Linked DNA regions of Mus musculus: region 1 is linked to region 2. The links are chromatin contacts, called in public HiChIP or PLAC-seq maps. All regions are on one chromosome and are shown on one strand. Each heading gives the region's core, a stretch centred on a gene start, on an enhancer-like site or on the middle of the called end of the contact. The rest is flanking DNA. Distances are from core to core; before and after follow the strand shown. Region 1 holds the start of Wbp2nl (WBP2 N-terminal like). Region 2 holds the start of Cenpm (centromere protein M).

What was found. HiChIP or PLAC-seq counts read pairs in DNA pulled down with a chosen protein or histone mark.
Region 1: a contact with region 2 is called in an H3K27ac HiChIP or PLAC-seq map of embryonic stem cells, with 7 read pairs. The contact joins the promoter of Wbp2nl here to the promoter of Cenpm in region 2. A contact is called at or near these places in 1 of 115 datasets of contacts at active chromatin or transcription factors (embryonic stem cells) and 1 of 9 other capture datasets (adipose tissue).

The regions. Positions count from the first base shown.
Region 1 is chr15:82,297,525-82,300,446 of GRCm38.p6, forward strand. It overlaps Wbp2nl (WBP2 N-terminal like), which reads left to right and starts at 1,460. Exons shown (of 6, transcript NM_029066.1): 1 at 1,460-1,544. The coding sequence starts at 1,483.
Region 2 is chr15:82,242,966-82,246,029 of GRCm38.p6, forward strand. It overlaps Cenpm (centromere protein M), which reads right to left and starts at 1,782. Exons shown (of 6, transcript NM_025639.4): 1 at 1,658-1,782; 2 at 1,168-1,247. The coding sequence starts at 1,714.

The DNA of each region.
Region 1 (2,922 bases), core at 210-2,709, 54 kb after region 2:
CAACCAATGGTAACACAACACACACAGAGGAAGGGAAGTGACACGTGAGAGACACAGCTGTTTGGTGGACATCAACCATCACAGCCACAATAAGCCTATACACTAACATTCAAGTGTGGAAGGTCAAGTCCAAAGAACACAATCATCTTGCTCAAGGTTTTATTGACCATGACAGGAGTGGCTAGATCAAGATGTTTGCCGCTGTATACTATTTCTATTAAATTTTCTTTTCTTTTCTTTTTTTCTTTTTTCTTTTTTTTAAAGATTTATTTATTATAGGCCGGGTGTGGTGGCGCATACCTTTAATCCCAGCACTCGGGAGGCAGAGGCAGGCGGATTTCTGAGTTCGAGGCCAGCCTGGTCTACAAAGTGAGTTCCAGGACAGCCAGGGCTATACAGAGAAACCCTGTCTCGAAAAAACCAAAAAAAAAAAAAAAATTATTATATGTAAGTACATTGTAGCTGTCTGTCTTCAGACACACCAGAAGAGGGCATCAGATCTCATTACAGATGGTTGTGAACCACCATGTGCTTACTGGGATTTGAACTCAGGACTTCTGGAAGAGCAGACAGTGCTCTTAGCCACTGAGCCATCTCTCCCATCCGTAAGTTTGAGTCTTAATTCTAGTAAGTCTTGTATGTAAAAAATTATCTGTGCTAGGTGTGGTGGCCCATGCCTTTAAACCCAGCACTTGGGAGGCAGAGGCAGGAGGATCTCTGTGAATTTGAGACCAGCCTGGTCTACATAGTGAGTTCCAGAACAGTTAGGGATACATAGAGAGACCCTATTTACAAAAACAAAAACAACAAAACAAAACAAAAATCTGAAATCAGCACATGTCTTACAATGATAATATATCTATTATTTGACAATTTTCATTTCTTCACTGACACAATAACACTCTAGAATATCTTGAGTAATAGATTGAGTGGGACACCTACAAATGCATCCAAGAATTGGACCCACTGAAGGTTGAAATTCACTGTCCACTTCCTGACCTAGCTCATCTTTTTGGATGTTCTCTCCCAAGACCATTGGTTCTGTCCTAAGCCCTCTTTGATGGAAGGAAGCTCTGGTCTTATAAGAGTGGAGAAAATGTAGACCCTCACCCTGAGTTGGTTTGGGGGTTAATCTGGACTAAGATTTTGGGTTAATGGCTACTTTTTAAACCACTAGCTCCTAGCAGGACCAAGGCTGGTTGTAGGCCTAACATGACAGAGGCTAGTCACCCATCCTTCAGACCCTCCCCGTTCTAGGGGTAAAGCCAGCTCCACGAACACGCCCCTTTTCCTCACCCAGGCTCTCCTCCTCTGACTTGTGACAGCTCCTCTTGTGACAGCTGCCCACTCAACTCCAGGGTTTCTGCGCCATAATCTCCGCCCTCTCCTCAGGGACCCGCCCACTGCCTTGCAGGCCCCGCCCCTTTCCATTTGAAGAGCTGGCGGCGGCGGAGGCGGCGGCGGGAGGAGACCTAGAGCAAGATGGCAGTGAACCAGAACCATACAGTGGACCGCCGTTGGGCCGCCATCCCTCATGGTGAAAGGTGCCTGAGGGGACTTTCAGGCTGCTGTCAAGGAGGGAGGAGATGCTCAGGGTAGATATGTGCGCTAGAAAGCCCTCTGCGAATCGAGGGCTTTCCCGCCCTTTCCTCGGAGCTCCGCCCCTGACGTTTGAACGCATGCGCCAGCGGCCAAGTCCAAGAGCCTGTGGCTAGGCGCGTGCGCGGGTGCGAGGGGCGCGGGCATCCTCAGAGGAAAGGCTTGAGCGAGGATTGTGTGAAGAGTGTGCCAGCCCTTGCATTGCTGGACAGCTTCCAGTGGCTGTGTGCGACTTTACGACTTTAAGAGGGTGACAGTCACCCTGAGGGCCCTGGGTGCGCCTCAGGCCACCAGGAACAAAGGGGTAGGCGAGTTGGAAGAAGGGCTAGGATGTGGAGTGTAGGTAACTAATCCAGAATTGTCACAAGCCTTCCTCCACCCACCCACCCCCGGAAGTGCCTTTTCTTGGTTGCTTCAACCTAGGATATTGTCACCTTTACTGAAAAGACTGGGAACAAAATTAGGGGGGACCGAGGAAGACATGGCATTTCCAGTCGCTCATGGTGCTGGGGCTTCTCTGTCAGGAGAAGCCCACCTCTAGGCAAACTTAGTGACTTTGACACATGTCCTTTAATCTACCCCTCACCCACTTTCCTTACCCTCTGTCTCCGCCTCTTCTGGATTCTGCCCTCGCTCTGCTGATTTCCTTTTATTTCTCACTTAGCTGTGAGACTCATTCAATGATGTGCTTAAATAGAACTCTTGAGGTCAGTTCGAGACCAGCCTGATCTACAAAGCGAGTTCCAGGACAGCCAGAGCTATATTGTAGAAAGACTCTGTCTCAAAGAAGAAAAGTCCCGGTTTTTTGTTCTTGTCGTTGTTCCTTTAAATTTTTAGAATCTGTGCTCTTGAATACGTACCGATCATTTTCACTGAATAGCTAAGCATAGCAAGGATTCTTTGTCTTGATAACTGCACTGTCTGCAGTGAGCCGTTTCCCTCATTTCACAGGTAGGCATATGAGAAATAATTTGCTCAAAATCATTTTCAGTGCCCATGGGAACGCCTGGACTTGGATTTGAAGTTATATGCTATGCATCAACTTCTCTTGCTGTTTTTTGTTTTGTTTTGTTTTGTTTTGGTTTTTGGTTTTTTGAGACAGGGTTTCTCTGTCTCTTCATCAAGGAACAATCAGTTCTCTACCTTTCTCAGATACAAACGACAGTAAGGAAAGAGTTTGAGAGGAGGAAAATTGATTCTATTTTTAGTTTTCTTTATAGTTATGAGACACATTTGGGAGTTCAGTTACAATTGTGGTAAGTTTGAATGTGATGAAACGAAGTCTTGCTGTTTATTTATTTGGCTAGGGCTGGCCCTGAACTT
Region 2 (3,064 bases), core at 532-3,031:
CAGCCTGAGACATCTTCAGCATCTCTCGGATCATGAATTAAGCAGATTAAACCCAAGTGTTACTAACAGAGCATCTCCTCTGTGCTAGTTACTGCTTAAGGCCTCGAGGATTCACCAGTGAACCAGAGTCAAAATCTCTGTCCTTAGAAGCCGATTGTGTGTGGTTTGGGGGTGGGGATCAGAGGCCTTCTTTTATTGTGTTGGTTTGTCTTATGCAGCCCAGGCTGGCCTGGAACTCGGTATGTAACAGAGAATGGCCTGGAGCCTCCTGCCTTCGCCTTATAAAGCTGTGGTTACAAATGTGTCCTTGTGTTGGCCTGGAGATAAACGGTGTTTATTTTCTACTCCCCTGGGGTTCTGGTCACCTTGTTATAGTTACTTTTAATTGTCAATTGGACACAACCTAGAGTCAGTCATCTTGGGGAGTCTCAACTTTCTAGATGCCTTGTAATGTTTTTAAATATTTATTTTATGTGTGAGTACTCTATCTGCATGCACCTGTAGAGGGCAACGGACCCCATTACAGATGGTTGTGAGCCACCATGTAGTTGCTGGAATTGAACTCAGGACTTCTGTGAGAGTAGACAGTGCTCTTAACCGCTGACCATCTCTCCAGCCTTCGTTTGTAATTTCTTAATTGGACTGAGGTAGGAAGGCCCACTACAAGTGGCACAATCCCCTAGGGAAGGATTCTGAGTTGTCTTCAGTGTGGAGAAAGCCAGATAAAAACTTGCAAGCATGTGCTTGTTCGTTGCTTCCTCTTGACTGTGGATATACAGTGACCAAGTGCTTCAAATTCCAGCAGCAATGACTTCTGCAGCAAGGAGCGAGCCAAACATGTCCTTTCTCCCTGAAGCTGCTTTTGTCGGGGTATTTTATCACAGCAAGAGGAGAAAGAAAGGAAACCAAAACACACCTCCCCCGTTGTTTTTACATGCTGACGTCTAAACTCTGAGCCTTGTCAATGAGAAAATACGCAACCCGTGAGTGTGTTTTTGGCGTGCGTTATGAGCTATGAACATTTGCAGAGACCAGTAAAGGAGCCAACTCGGCAACCATAGGCAGGATCACGGAGGACTGATGACAGCTAGGAGCGGGACCCTCTCTCCTGCAGGCTCCCGTCCCTCATGTTAGCCCAGAGTTCAGGCTACAATCTCAGCAACTTACACCCTCAGCTCGGACGCACAGTCATCTTTGAGCATCGACTCCGCCAGCTGCTGCAGAAGCGCATCCTCGGTGCTCACCAGCTGCGAAGGGAGAGAACCAGGCAGATGGAGATCCGAGCAGGGCGGCTCCTTTGGAGGGCCCCGCACTCCGAATCCCTCCTGGGGGTACACACTCAGCTAGAGGCGGCTCGGAGGGAGCCATTTCCTCAGAAGAGGAGCCCTAAGGAGCCATCCACGGAGGGGGACCGCCCGGCCTCCTCCTCGAAACGCGGGAAAGCCACGTTCGAACTGGAACGCCCACTCAGCCGGTGGTAAAATCAGCCGCGCGCCTATTGGTGGAGGCGTCCCTCAGCCTCGCGAGCCGCCGCTCCGATTGGTCCAGAGTAACGCGCCCGTCCGCCCGCCCCCCGCTGTCGGAGCGCGCTGAGGCTGAGGAAGGGCACCGGCTTTGGCTGCGGGGAAGCCGGTCCAGGGGCGCTGCCCGCACCTACCAAGACGGTAGCCCTGTTCAGGTCGGGCAGCTTGTCCATCGACCTCAGCACCGACATCTCAGCGGCAGCAGCGCCACTCGGCTCAGCGCATGGCGCTTTCAAACCGTCGCAAGGCCCGCCTCTCTAGTGGGCGGGGCGCGGTACGCATGTCCGGGCGGGGCTTTCTGAGCCGCCACTTTTAAAAGCAACCGCCACTCTTTTTTGTTTGTTTGTTTGTTTGTTTTTCCTTCGAGACATGATTTCTCTGTATAGCTCTGGCTGTCCTGCTGGGATTAAAGGCGTGCGCCACCACGCCTGGCAGGAACCGCCACTCTTAAAAGAGCCTGTTCTGTCTCTGCCCCTACTCCCCACTCCCAAGATTTATTTTTTTAAAGATTTATTTATTACATATAAGTACACTGTAGCTGTCTTCAGACACACCAGAAGTGGGTATCAGATCTCATTACGGATGGTTGTGAGCCACCATGTGGTTGCTGGGATTTGAACTCAGGACCTTCAGAAGAGCAGTCAATGCTCTTAACCTCTGCGCCATCTCGCCAGCCCCCCAAGATTTATTTTTAATTACGTGCAAATGTGTGTGTGTGCGCGCACGCGGACTCATGTGAGTGGAGGCGGCTGTAGAATTCAGAAGAGGGAGTCAGAGTCTCTGGAACTGCATTTAGAGGCAGTTCTGAACCACTTGACATGATGGGTATTTGGTTCCCATTGGAAGCAAATTCAGGTGCCATGTTAATTGCTGAGCCATCTCTCCAGTCAGCCTCTACTATCTTCGTTCTACAAAAAGATTTATTGCATTTAAAAAAAAAGATTTTCAATTTAATTTAAAATTTTTTTCTTTTATGGGTACGGGTGTTCTTGCCTGCATGTGCACCATGTGCACAATGCCCCCCCCCCTCCCCCCAAGAGGTTGTCAGTTAACCTTGAAACAAGTTACAGACTGTTGTGAGCTGCCATGTGGATACTCTGAATCCAACCTGGGTCCAAGAGCAGCCAGTACTCTTAATGGTTGGTTGTTCAGATAAGTACAGCCTGTTTCCCCACATGTCTATTCCCAAGGCTGTGATCTCTTTCTCCCTTGGTCTTGGGACTCCTCCCCTCCCGCAAGTACCAGGATTAGGGGCCTGAAAGGTACAAATGTATGAGTCCGGGATTCACTGAAGAATGGTACCCGGGATTCAATAGTATGTAAACACAGAGTGTTTTATTCTGCAGAAGTCTAGCATGCTGGGGTCTCCCATTACCAGAATAGAGAGACAACCAAGTAAGTTTGAAGGCCTGAGATTTAAAGCACAAGATATAGGTAGGTAACCTATATCTTGGTCCATCTCCACGGTCATTCCATTACCAGGGAATGGGGCTGGAAAGTGAGGTCTAGAAACTGTGGCTGAGGAAGTAGCTGAGGAAATC